Linked DNA regions of Mus musculus: region 1 is linked to region 2. Evidence: chromatin contacts called from public Hi-C data. All regions are on one chromosome and are shown on one strand. Each heading gives the region's core, a stretch centred on a gene start, on an enhancer-like site or on the middle of the called end of the contact. The rest is flanking DNA. Distances are from core to core; before and after follow the strand shown. Region 1 overlaps Auts2 (autism susceptibility candidate 2). Region 2 overlaps Auts2 (autism susceptibility candidate 2).

Evidence for each region. Hi-C and Micro-C count contacts between places; a contact is called where the count stands out from the background.
Region 1: a Hi-C map of the N1E-115 cell line shows a contact between it and region 2, with 1.9 times the contacts expected there. The contact joins two enhancer-like sites.

What each region holds. Positions count from the first base shown.
Region 1 is chr5:131,951,024-131,958,297 of GRCm38.p6, forward strand. The region is part of intron 4 of Auts2 (autism susceptibility candidate 2); the gene reads right to left. Among named protein-coding and RNA genes, the nearest start is that of 4930563F08Rik, 74 kb to the left of the region's middle. Within about 2 kb of position 5,293, at least 18 of the 459 cell types and tissues checked have an H3K27ac peak or open chromatin away from gene starts, as enhancers often do. A contact at or near this core is called in the N1E-115 cell line, where this site is marked.
Region 2 is chr5:131,640,058-131,647,025 of GRCm38.p6, forward strand. The region is part of intron 5 of Auts2 (autism susceptibility candidate 2); the gene reads right to left. Among named protein-coding and RNA genes, the nearest start is that of Gm29681, 230 kb to the left of the region's middle. Within about 2 kb of position 3,469, at least 72 of the 459 cell types and tissues checked have an H3K27ac peak or open chromatin away from gene starts, as enhancers often do. A contact at or near this core is called in the N1E-115 cell line, where this site is marked.

The DNA of each region.
Region 1 (7,274 bases), core at 4,043-6,542, 310 kb after region 2:
TAAATAAACAAATAAATAAAGACAACTGCTTCAAACAGTAATCATAGATTTATGGCATAGCACAAAACATCTAAAAATAATTATATGAAGGGAGAGAATGTTGATAAAAGAAATAAAGAAAGAGAAAAACAAAACCAGGAAGCATGTAGTGATCACAGGGTTACAAAACCATCCACATGGTTTTATGTTCTCTGAGGCAGTGGTCTTAGTTTTTATACTTGTATTACTGAGGAGGGTTTGCGTCACAGAATGAATGCATGGGGAAGTCAGAAGGGAAGTTGAGGGGTCTGGTTCTTTGCTTCCACCAAGCGAGTGCACGGGATCAAATTTAGGTTGCAAGAATGGCAGCAAGGACTTTTACTTAACTAGACATTTCACAAACCCTAAATCCTTGTGTTTAAACAAATCCACAGTTGAACTTAGGATATATAGATGTAATATATACAATAATGATAACATAGAAGGTGGGACACGAAGCTGTAAATAAACGAAAAGTTTGTGCCTATTATCAGAACTTAAGCCAGTACTGCTGAAGGCTAGCCCACCCTGAATGTGTCTAGGGTCATCTTAACTAAGTTAGTGTGAAAGTAAAATAGACTATAGAAATGTTTAATACATATTGTAAATCCTATCACCAGTACTCAGAAACAGTGAAGAAGGTGAAATGACACTCTAAAACCACTATTTTAAGCAAAACAATAAGGCAAGGAAAACCAATAACAAAACAAACACATGAATTTTAAAAATAAAAACAAGGCATGAGCCAGGTGTGGTGGCGCACGCCTTTAATCCCAGCACTTGGGAGGCAGAAGCAGGTGGATTTCTGAGTTTGAGGCCAGCCTGGTCTACAAAGTGAGTTCCAGGACAGCCAGGGCTACACAGAGAAACCCTGTCTGGGGAAAACAAACAAACAAACAAACAAATAAACAACAACAACAACAACAACAAAAACAAGGCATGAATCCATTCATGCTAGTCAAAAATGTACTATGTTACGGAGCCCAAGAAGAAGAGAATGTTAGATTACATTAAAATAAAAATACAAAACAAAACAAAACCTGTTTGAGAGACTTGCTTTTGATACAAATCCAAACAGAAAAGTCAAGTAAAATAATCGAGAAAGATAAAAACAAGGCTTGGGAGACAGTTCAGTGGGTACAATGCTTATCTCTTAAAAGTCAGGACCAATTAGATGTCAAATGGCTGTGGTAGGCCACCTGTAATACAAGTTTAAGGGAGAGAGAGACAGGGCATCCTGGAAGTGAGCTGTCTAAGATGACCTGAATCAGTGAACTCAGGATTAAAGGGAGAAACACTGGAGAGAGACTGAGGAAGATACCCAGCATCAAGCCTGGCCATCCACACCTACATGTATCCACATGTATGCATGTGAATACATACACACATTCATGCACACCACATACACATATTTGTGAAAGAGAAAACGGTATGAATAAGAAAAAGAAATTGTGCTTAAATATATAGTAGCATTCCCAAGACCCCATGGCACTGGCTCTGCCTAGTGGCAGATATTGATCTGGACCTCTGCTGTTCTGAAGGATGTAGGGTAGGGATGCCATGGTGCAGAGCCCTGATCACTGGGCAGCAGGGCTCAGAGTTCCCCTGCCTTGAGCCCAGCCAGATGTTCCTAGTGAGGATATCCATCCAGCCCTGGCCATCAAGGCCACTGACACAGAAGGAAGCACAGGAAAAGTCAGGGACTATGATGGTTCGTATATGCGTGGCCCAGGGAGTGGCACTGTTGGGAGGTGTGGCCTTGTGTGTGTGGGCTTTAAGACCCTCATCCTACCTTCCTGAAAGTCTATTCTGCTACCTGCCTTCAGATGAAGATGTAGACCTCTCAGTTCTTCCTGCAACATGCCTGCCCTGATGCTGCCATGCTCCTGCCTTGATGATAATGGACTGAACCTCTGAACCTGCAAGCCAGCCCCAATTAAATGTTCTCTTTATAAGAGTTGCCTTGGTCATGGTGTCTGTTCACAGCACTAAACTCTAGCTAAGACAGCATTGTTTCAAGAAATTGACAAAATAATGAATATCACAAGCTTAGCACCCAGCTCTAGAGCAGGACTTTCCTAAGTGTTATTAGGAAGAAGTGAAAGATGCATCCCTTTAAAGCAAAGATCTGAAAGCAGAATGAATGGACCAAGGTAACCCAATTTACATTCCTTTGTGGAAGAAGTTAATTTATTCAGAAAGTAGCTGGAATACAGCAGAAAGGATATTAAGAAAATTATTATTGGAGCATGAGGCTCTCCAAAGAACTGGAAACCAGCTATGAGATCTGCTTCCCTTTTGAACAATAGTTGATAATCATACAAGAAGCAGATTAGCTTTTAATAAAGTACACAGATGCTGAGCCACGACACGGGTGAACAGACATTTACATGTAAAATTGGATAAAGAGGTTGCTTTGACTAGTCCTACTCTAGTTCATTAGAACATTCATAGTTCTTCTGGTATTTATAGCACTCTGCAGAGGTCTGAGATGGATTTTTTTCCCCTCTCCCCCTGAGATGGATTTTTAATAGTGTTTGCCCACTGTAGGGTTTTGATAGACATTTTAATCACGAATTACAAGTGTAAAACCCAGCACTATGACCACCAATACATGTCCTGAACCGAGTTGAGAAAAGAAATTACATGAACATGGCCATGTTACATAGGTAAGAATTTAAGAAGAAAAGAGAGCAGAAAAAGCCATGATCGAATCATTTTTATCCAAGAAATAGTTTAAAGTGTCATAATCTTGCCTAAGTGCATCAATTCTGTGCTGGCTAGTGGTATATCAACTTGACACAAGCTAGAGTTATCTGAAAAGAGGGAACTTCAATTGGGAAAATGCCTCCAGAGATCAAGTAGTAGGGCATTTTCTTAATTACTGATTGGTGGGGGGGGGGGGGCGGGCTCAGCACATTATGGGTGGTATCATTCCTGGGCTGGTTAGTCCTGGATTCTATAAGAAAGAAAGAGCAAGAAAACTGAGCAAGCCAATGAACAGCACTCGTCCGTGGCCTTTGCATCAGCACAGCTGCAGCAAGATAGCTCAACATCTTGAAGATGCCAGTACTAAGGGATGACCAACAAGGACAGCAGCCTGTGTGCCATGGAAATGACTGGAGCCTGGCAGACTGGGTGTGCGTGCTGTAGAGAGCAGAGTCAGACAAATGACCCAAGGGTATTGGAGGATCGGAGAAGGTGCTGTGTGAATCCCAGATATTAGACATTGGATTATTTATACAGCTGGCGTTTGGTTTTGCTTTGCTTTGACTGTGCCTGTGCCCTGGTACTTCTCTCTTGAAGAAAGACTGTACTTAATTCATTTTTTATTTTTCAGGTGCCTACAGTTGAGCCTTTGAACTTTTAAACAAACTAGGGAACTTTACTAAGTCTTTAGATTATGTTTAAGAGACTGAGCTTTTTTTCAGTGTTTGAATTTTTAAGGACTTTGAGACTTATAAAATTTGTAACTTTTTTATTATAATTTTGATATTCATGTGTAATCTTGTGGATGAATAAGGATAGGAAGGTTAAGGCTCAACAATGATATATTCCTGTGTCAAATGAACAAGAGGTCAATTGTGCTGGCTCGTTTTATGTCAACTGGATACAAGATAGAGTCATCTGAAAGGTGGGAACCACAATTGAGAAAATGGCTCCATGAAATTCAAGCTGTAGGGCATTTTCTTAATCAGTAACTGATAGGAAAGGGCCCAGCCGTTTGTTGGTGGTAACGTCTGAGTTGCTGGTTCTTCATTATTTAAGAAGGCTGAACAAGCCAAGAGGAGCAAGCCAGTAAGTAACACTACTCCATGGCTTCTATATTGGTTCCTGCCTCCAGGTTCCTTCCCGGGTTGGGTTCCTGCCCTGACATCCTTCAGTAATGGACCACAATGTGGAAGCATAAACCAAATTAACCCTTTTCTCCCCAGGTTTCTTGGGTCATTGTTCTTCGCAGTCACAGAAACACTAATTAAGAAGGTTGGTGGCGATCAGTGTGCCCGATGTTTTAGTGTTTGTTGTCTACAAGCAACACCGCTGATTAGTAAGCAATCAATTACATGTGGATTTTAGACGCTGTAACGAAGTTTCTATAAGGGTGTACTTCTTTTGCTGTCGCTTGATCCAGGCGAATCTGAAACTCAGTAAGGACCTAAGAATAACCTCCACCCCCTGAGTACCAGGATTGCAGGTGGGTACCACCATACTCCTTTTATGTAGTACTAAGGATAAATGCTATTCTCATGTTTTATATTGTCTAATGTTTGCATTCCATATGAATACGGCTTTGGAAGTCAGAGCCTACTGCCATTGCTTGCCAGTCTGTATAGGCCTATGTGTGCCCACCAAGGTCTGTGTGGCATCCTGTGTATGTGTCTATGTGTGGACAGTATGTGTTAGCATGTGTCTAGGTGCTTGTCAGCATCTGTCTGTGTGCTGGTGAATAAAGTACATCTTATTTACCTAGGATTTCTTCAACTCTCTTCAGCCTCCTGGTTTCAATGACCGTCCTCAGTCCCTGGCATCAGAACATGGACCTCACAGTTTTAAATTCCCTGTCCTACCCCCGCCTCAGGCTTGGCTAGCACTTAAAGAACTTTTCCACACCATATATCTCATTTTTTTATGGGAGAGAGCGTGAGCGACAGTTTTGTGCATTATATAACATGTTGTTCTGGCTAATTAGTTGACTAGCAATTAAAAATAAAAATCATGGCATAGGGCCACTTGTCAGTTCCACCCTGCCATCAACGTGCATGATGTTCATTGTATCTTTTTTTTTTTTTAAGTATCACCAGCAAGGAGAGAGATGGTCTCTGTTAGAGCTTATTCCCTCATTTGGTATAATTAATCCTGACAATTTGCCCATCACACGGTGTCTGTCTCCAGAAGGGGAAAAACACTACTTTGTGTTCCTGGGATCACAAGTCTAATTGAGCGGAAAACAAATCTGTTTTAAAAACAAGAAAAGAGACAAGTTACCGTTTTAGTCTGTTAAAAAAAAAAAAAAGGAAAAAAAAATGAAGAACAACATGACAATATGGGAGAAAATGGGAGACTGTGAAATTTAATTTTTTTTTTCAAAAATGTATTTCCAAGAAAAAGTTGAGACTCTGGTTTCTTGTCTCAAGGCTACACGCTTGAGCAGGACACTTCCTGGAAAGAACCTCTTACCACAAAGGCTGACAAACTGATTACAGCTTCCGTGAGGGGCACAGATGGAATGCTGCACGTCCTGAAGTCCTGACCCAAATTATCTTGAGCCGTCATTAGTCCCTGTGACAGCCGTTTGTTACTCCTCTCTGTCTGTGTCTGACACCTTTGTGACCACAGGGTAAACCTTCTGCTGTGGACAAAAGAGACCCAAACTGACAAATCCAAGGGCTTGGAATGCACGTGAGACCCCAGTCTTCCCTGCTTTTCCTACAGAATGCTTGCCACCGATGTTTGAAAAGTATGTTTTTAGAATTTCTTATTTTTCAAATTACGTGTACGTGGGTGTCAGTGGAGGTGGACCTGAGCAGTGATGACCATGGAGGACAGAGGCTGTGGATTGCCACAGAGCTTAAGTTACAGGTGGTTGTTAGCCTCCCTACACGGCTGCTGAGAACAGAACCTGGGATCTTTGCAAGACCAATATAAACCAGAAACTTCCTCCAGCCCCCAAGTGTGGTGTTTTATGACTTCCTTTGTTCATGAAATTGCTACCTCGCTGGAATGTTGTTATTTGGGAAAACCAATCAATGCTTCTGATCCACACCCATTCATATTTGGCTCCAGAATAAGTCCTGTTTGACAGAGCCCTTTCTTGCTTAGTCAAACGGCCACGCCTCCCATTGCTTTTCATTCTTCAAAAAAGGGTCTGGTCTAGACGGTGGTCATCTACCTACTAGAAGGGTAGTTTGGGGCCTTGGACAGAGGAACAACCTTTCTGCTCCTTCCTGTCTCCTCAGAAAGTAAAGAAAACAAGGCACCATGCTGTAATTTCAGCTGACAAAAAGCATCAGCATTATCACACACTTTGTGAATTAAGTAATGATTTAATTAGTGCCAGGCTGAATGGTCATATAATGTTGTAATTAGAAGGTTGAGACAAAAATAATTGGTGGAGGTGGGGTTGGGACTTTGTAGGGAATTATCATAATGAATGGAAAACAGGAAGTGGTAATGCATGCCTTGGTGGCTGATTAGAGACCCTGAGGGCACGGACCCTGGCTTACACCACAGTACCTTCAGCTGCATGCCTGGGCCCCAGCAAATCAAATTTTCTGCTTTTTTAAAACCATATTATACAGGGACTCAATCACGGGACTATCCTCTGAGTTCTAAAACGAAAGGTTAGAAACCTTGTCCTGCTTCTCTGCATTGAGAAGTCGAGGTTCTGTAGCAGGAGGGAGAAGAAAATACCCCTTGCTGACATCACAAGTTAGGAACAATGCAGGTGGAGGTACTGTGAAGCTACAAGTCCAACCCAGCACACACCCAGGAGCTGAACACAGTGAATTTCAATGGCATTCCTCACGCTCTGTAAACTTTAAATTTTTGTCTTTAAAATAGCTTTTTTTAAAAAAAAAATAACCTTAATATGTGTATATCTGTATGTAGGTATGTACACATATGTGCAGGTGTTAGCAAAGGGCAGACAGGACACTGGGATGCCCTGCAGCAGGAGTTATAGGCAGTTGTGAATTACTGATGTTGGAACATGGAGTTTGAGGTAATCTAAACCTGTGTTCCCAAACCATGGTAACTCATATTTGGCTCTAGAATAAAAAAAATCTTTCATCCCCATTGAGGTAAAAGTTCTGATTTTCTATCAAAGCATAACATTATAAATTTGTGAAAGACATTTAGCAACTTCTCATGTTATAGAACACATATATATTTGCTGTCACCTCTGACTATCTTTTCTCAGGTTTCAGCCATATAAAGTCATCCATAATGACTATTCACATGGAAGAGTCTAGAACTCATATTTTAAAGTGTAAACTGTGATAATATCCTGTATTTTCTGTTCTTTTCCCTGCCACCTCTGTATGAGATTCATCTATGCATTTAGCATATAATGCTCACTAGTTACTTGGTTACCAGATCTAACATCATAGTTCATAGTTATATAAACTTGAATTTAATTTTATCATGTCTCAAAACACAGCAATAGTGATATCCCCAGTCAGTGGCACTATTTGCAGAGGTTATGGAACCTCTATGCTTTCTGCTCCTACTGCTAAATCTTTCCCATCATTGAGGAC
Region 2 (6,968 bases), core at 2,219-4,718:
GGAAAAAGTACAAATCATGATTTAGGAAGCTTTTTTTCCATGTCTTTAATGATTGGAGGAAGGAAAAACAAGAGTGCTTGTGTTTTATAGTCCCCAAAGCCAAAAGCACAGACTGTCTTAAATTTAGTAACACAGCCATGACTGTACATGGATGGTTAATCAACCTTGGTTCTCAGCTTAAAGTTCCAACATCAATTGTGTGAGTTTTTGTTGTTAATTTGTTTTGTTTTTTCACTTTTGAGACACGGGTTCATGTCAGGCTGGCCTCACAATTGCTATACAGCTATGGATAACCTTGAACGTCTCATCTTGTAGTCTCTCCTGTCTCAGTGCTGGGAATACAGGTGTGTCCCATCATGTACCGTTGATGCAGTGCTGGAGAAGGAACCCAAGGCTTTATGAACACCAGGGAAGCACCCTTCCAACTGGGCTACACTCCCAGTTTCTCAATTTATTAATTTAGCAGTGGATGCTATGGTGTACCTTCACTCACAGTCCTAGACCAAGAAGGATTTACAATAGCTTTAAAGGATAATGGAGGAGCCTGGTGTGATGGCCTACATCTGTAAGACTAGCATCTGGAAGATGGAGACAGAAGAGCAGGGGTTCCAGGCCTTGGCAACATAGTGAGTTTTATAGTTATGAGTTGTGCTGGATAGTTTTAGGTCAACACTACACAGGCTGAAGTCACTTGAGAGGACTGAACCTCCATTTAGAAACTGCCTCTAATCCCAGCACTTGGGAGGCAGAGGCAGGCGGATTTCTGAGTTTGAGGCCCGCCTGGTCTACAAAGTGAGTTCCAGGGCTTTACAGAGAAACCCTGTCTCGAAAAACCAGAAAAAAAAAAAAAAGAAAGAAAGAAAAAGAAAAAGAAACTGCCTCCATAAGACCAAGCCTACTGAACATACAAGACAAAAACACTGTCAGGAGGGAGGAGGTCTCTCCTACTACCACTGTGGCAAAGCCATGGCAGGGTGAATGTGAGGTGCTTGGTCACACCGCATCTACTGTCAGGAAGACATGATTCATGTCCTCCTTTTTATTCAGTCTGGGACCCCACTCCATAGAATGGTGTTGTCTAAATTCAGGATGGATCTCCCCACAACAATGAACCCAGCCTAGAAAGCCCCTCCCAGGCATATCTGGGGGCTTATCTCCTAGGTGATTCGAGACCCTGTGGAGCTGACAGTCAATAGGAACCATCTCAGGCGCCCCACAGATTGCACCATTCATAGGGGACCCAAGACTATGGGACACCACCTGCTCAAAATATCCCTGACGGATAACCAGAATATGACAGCATCTGAGGATCCACAGAGAGAGAAAATAACACACAATACACTATTTTTCTCCTTATTCATTCAGAAGATTGCAGTGATTTTTTTTTTCTTCTGAACTTGGTTAGTGTGTTCCTGCAGAGAACACAGGACCATTCAACAGCAGAATCCAGGGAAGGTCACTCTCTAATCCCCTGCTGGTTGGGCGCACTCAGGGATCAAGTATAACATTCTCCAAGCTGCCCAAAAGGCCTGTGAAATATTAGCACATGTTCTAGGGTTAGATCTGGTTGCCAAACACAGCATTACACTGCCAAGCCCCACCAAATACGTTTGGTTTGATTTGATCTGGTCTCAAGCCATCCTAAGAAATGGACCCACTTGACACTGTGGGAATGGCTTGGTGGGCAAGATTACTAGTTAGATGATGTAAAAAGCTGGATGGGGCGGTTCACATTTGTATTTCTGGCGCTGCTATGGCAGGAAGAGAGGAAGAGGACAGGTGAGCCACTGCAAAGCTCCTAGATCAGCAAGTCTGCACTGCAGGGACAGAACAACGGAAGAGACCCTGCTGCAACAAGGCAAAACCACAGAACTGATGCCTGAAAGTTGTCCTCTGACCTCATCATCCATGTAGCAGTATGGATGTATAAACACTCATTATAAACACACACACCAAAAAGAAAAGAAAACTATATAAAAGGACAAAGAAACGAATACAGGCCTGGACTTCCCCTTGGAAACCTGAGAGCACAGTTAGGAATCTGGATTTCAAGACACGACATACTTAGCTTAGAAACTCAATGAGCCAGAGTCTTCTGAATGGAGACCAGCCACTGACTTGGCCAGTAACTGGGAATGCCTGTGTTTCCTTTAAAGGAATCATTAGTCTCTAGTTTGAACTTTGAAAAAATAAAATATCAGGAGCTGGGGAGATGGCTCAGTCTGTAAAGTGCTTGCTTTGAAGGCATGAAGACCTGTGCTCAATACCTATAATACATTTCCAAAAAAACCAAACCAAACCAAACCAAAACCCTGCTGAGCATTGACTCAGAGCCAGCTTGGTGGGTAAAAGTACTTCCTGCACAAGCCTAATGACCTCAAGACGTGTCATGCAGTACCCATGTATGTCACACACACACACACACACACACACACACACACACACTGAAATAATAAGCAATCATAAAGCTGGATGTGCTATTACAGATCTGTAATCCCAGTGCCGGGAGAGGTGGAGTCACTGGACAGAGAGTCTAGCCTAATTGGTGATTTCCAAACCAATAGGTAACCCTTTCTCAAAGAGCAGGGCAGCTATGTGGACAGCCCCTAAGAAACGACAGCCAAGGTACATATGTGCGCATACATGTACAAATAAAAGGTACACACCCACCACAAACAGCTCTGACCCTACTGAGGGGTGCAGCAGGCTGCTCTACAAGGCTGGCTGGGTGGTAGGCTTGCAGGTGGGGAGATAAACTCACAGTACACTACAGTGAGTTATTTCTGAGGTTCCCATGGTGTGCTCCTAATGGGTATAAGGATGTGCTGACTTCCAAAGTGGGACTGACAGGCCCGCAGTCAGCTGTCATCTCCATCACAGACTTAATAGCTTTGCCAGGCATCCTCCCAGCAAAGGAAGAGAAGAAAGGTCTTGCTAGGTGACAGCATTCAGAAAGAATGTGTGTGAATGCCATTATGGTATTGAAAGCGTCAGGTGCCAGCAAGAAGGGCCCTGATCAGACAGACAAGCAACTGGGCTGCATACTTGAAGGTTATTTGAAGCCTGTCACTTCTATTAGCCAGTTAACCACTGGTGGAATCACTCACTAATTGGCCTTCTTCGTACCAAGGTGGGGCTGAGGTGGGGAAGGTGGAGAGGCCTAGACCTGGCACTCATGGTGCCTACCCTATTAGCAACTCATGATGGCTGGCAGGAGGAGGGGGGCAGCGTGCGGGCAGGGTTACCCCATGTGCCTGCTCATTAGCGGCTGGCACTAAAGCAGAGAAGCTAGTGGACACTGGCACAAGGCTAGCTTTCTGTTCTTGGAGAAGGCCAAAAATAATCTCAGTAGATTTAATTAAAACTGCAGTGAACAGATGGGGAAGATGGAAAAGAACTCCGACTGGAGACCGCTCATCTGTCTAGGTCTAGGCGAGCGTTTTAATGAAGCCCTCCTCTGTCTGCAGGGGCCCGGGACTGACACATCCCTTTCTGGTTATGCAACCGAGTGGAACGATTACCTAGCAACTCTGCTTAAAGAGCCAGGGGCCTCTTTCCCAAAGAAAAGTGTGGCTTGACTCAATGTATCTACCACCGTGGTGAAAAGCCATCAGGCGAGAGGAGGAGGGCCTTGTTCTAACTTGAAGACGGGCAGTCAGAAGATGCTCGACACGGGGCTATGGGTGGAGGCAGTGGGGGAAAGGGGGCTGAAGGGAATCTACAAACAGAATTGAGACTTAAATCTTGATGTCCAGCGGAAACAAAGAAGCTCTGTCCAGACCAGGCCAGTGGTCTGCCACAGTCAGGGCTCCTTTCACGGTTTGCTGGGCCGCAGGGAGCTACTGGGAATGGCAGGAGACTCCCCAGCCCACCATGGACGTTAAGAGCCGGCATACCATGCCTGTGCTCTTCACTGACTGACTGATTTCCATGGCAAAGCCCCAAGTTCTGGGGCTGAGAGCAAAAGAAGAGTTCAGAAGTTGCTTGTACTGTGTAGACCAACAGCAAGGAAAGGCCAAGTTGGCTGTGAGTAAGTTTGGCCCAGCGGGGTAGGTTTAAAGGCCCAGTGGATTTGCTGTTGTCTAGACCAATGGGCGTTTAGAGAAAGACCCAGAGTAGGAACGTCAGTGGATTCTACTCAAAGAATCCTGACTATTTAGAGACAATATGGAGGTGTTCTCTTAAGTCCTCTACTAATAAATAAATAAATAAATAAATAGATAAATAAATAATCTTTTTGAGATGTTAGTAAAGATTGGTATTGGCTACTTCCTTTCAACATCAAAAAATTAAATTACTTTGAATAGTTTTAAAATGTGTGTGCATGGAAAAAGAGTTGAGAGAGAGGGAGAATGAGAGAGAGAGAGAGAGAGAGAGAGAGAGAATATGCATGTGTGGAGGTCAAAGTACGACTTGAGAGCTGGTTCCCTCGTTCCACCCTGTGGTTTCCAAGGATCAAAGTCATTGGTTTTGGCGGCTGATGCCTTTAGTTGATAAGTCATCTTGAATACTCATTAATTAATCCATTATTTATGTGTGTGAGAGAGGGAGAGTGTTTGTGTAGTGTGTGTGCTGGTATGTGCGTATGTGCGTGAGGCCGTGGGCTGCTGTGCATGTGCACAGAATCTAGAAGCAGACAATGTGTGTTCTGCTATCACCTGATGCTCATGAGAACCAGAGCATGGCTACTCGCAGCACGCCTTGGGGATCCTTCTGTGTCCATGCCACACAGCACTGGCCTTATGGGTGCCGGGGATTTGAACCAGGTCCTCAGGCATGTGCAGCAAGCACTCCTTGACCACTGAGCCATCTCCCCACTCCACTGACATGTTTTTATGTTAGTAAGTACTGCAGATGTGGCTCACTTGAGAGAGTGTTTTCCTAGCATGAGTGAGACCACAAGTCTGATCGTCGACACCCTGGTATTGAACATCTGCCTACAATTCTAGCCCTTGGAAGGCGTTGGCAGGAAGATTAAAAGTTCAAGGTCACAGTGAGTTTTAGGCCAGCTGTGTCTACATCACACACACACACACACACACACACACACACACACACGGGGAGGGAAATATCATACATTCAACCCACAATTATAAATATAGGTGAAGCAAACCTCTTAGGAACGTTAGATGGTCAGATGTCAGCCATTTCCAAATGGCCATGGATATGAGAGGGAAGATTAGAACTTGCCATTTTATCTCTGAAGCACCATCAGAAGAAAACAGAAGATGCCATATAGAGCCACCACTTCTCCTCCGGACCTTCTAGCTCCAATCCAAGCACTCCCCACCCTGACATCTACCTTTTAAGGGAAATGGGCTAACTCCCTGCCCATCCACCCAATGTTCAAGGAGATGCCAAAAGATGTTTACTGAGTGCACAGAGCCTCAAAAGGTACTGAATTGTGTCATTTGGTGGAAAAAAAAAAGCAACCAAGTTTCCCTTGAAACTAGTTATGCAATGGTGTTTAAAAAAAAAAAAAGAAAGAAAGAGAAAGAAAAAAAAGCTTTTTGCTCAGCTAAGTTTCCTACTATATTAATCTCATTATCCTTTGAACCGTTTAACTGGCAGTGCCAAATGCAATTTGTATTCTGCGGCAGAGCGAATGCTCTAAAATGATTATCCCAATATGAACCGTGGCAAGCCTCGATATTGTTGGGTCTGAAAGGCCTCCTAACCACTGAATACTGTTCCCATATGCCTTCTGAGTTTCATGACACAGTGTTGCGTCTGCTTTTGCAAGGGATAAATTAAGCGTGTGAAAGTCTTAGCAAAGCCCTCATTTTCCAGTTAATCAAATCTCCCCTAATCAAATTAGCACACATAATTCCTCTGGATGTGCGGCACAAAAACTGCATTATCCCCCTTCCTCAGAGTTGAAAGCAGAGGACGCAGCATGGAGTCTTTCTCCTTTGCTTGAGTGGCCCTAAATAGAGGAGTTCTTCAGAAGGACGGGTCGAGGTAAACTTTGGCAGCGATGGCGTTCCCAGCTCATTAAATCCGCTGCGTCTGTGACCACCTCCGGGGACCACTGAAGCATTCCGTAATGAGATACTTGTTTAATTTTCCTTCAAAGGCCGGACATCTGTGACAACCCTCCCTCCATTCCAACCCCACACAGGCAAATGTATCAATAGGCCTAAGGCCTCTATCCAGTTTGATGGAGTGTTTTCCATTGAATAAACCAGATAATAAATTTTGAAGAGGAAGGAACAATTGCCATTAACTCTCGTTCTCTCCAAAGAGTCCAAGTCCATCATGAAAATTCAATAGCGGCTAAGCTAAATGGATAGATGTTCACAGTCAACCTTTTTTAATTGATTTCCCTTCATGAAATGATCTAGTCTCTGAAGCTAGCCGTCCCAGAGCCCCTCTTTAACCTTTCTTTTCATTCCAAATACATTTAGAAGCCCTGAACAAAAAGGAATAGCTAAAATATTAATCTCCCTTGAGAGCAAAGGCCTGCAACAGACCAGATTTTCAGATCAATCCCCAACAGCGCCCGTGGTCCACAAAAGAACGAACCCTACTCTTAGCTCTATTCAGTGTGGCACCGGCACTGACCTTTACTGAAAACCAACCACCACATCCCGACACTGGAAGAGACTAGAAAGCTTTTCTTGCATAATAGGGATTCGTCCATGATATTGTTAGCTCTCGGCCCTGTAGTCACTTCTGCATATGCCATAATAAGGCTTGGAATGCATATAATGAGAGAGATATTTTCACTTTAATACTTTATTATGTCTAGGGATATGTTTTAAGCAATATTTCATGTCCCATCCAACCCCCTCCTCCCCTTTCCTGCTTCCTCTCTTTAGCCCCCTCCCACCCACCCTCAGCCCTGCCTTTTTCTAGACTTGGTTGGCCAGGACCCTTCAGGAGGCACATGGAACGTGCTATTGTAATTCTCTCTATCACAATGACAACATGGTGGCCGGGCATGGTGGTGCACACCTTTAATCCCA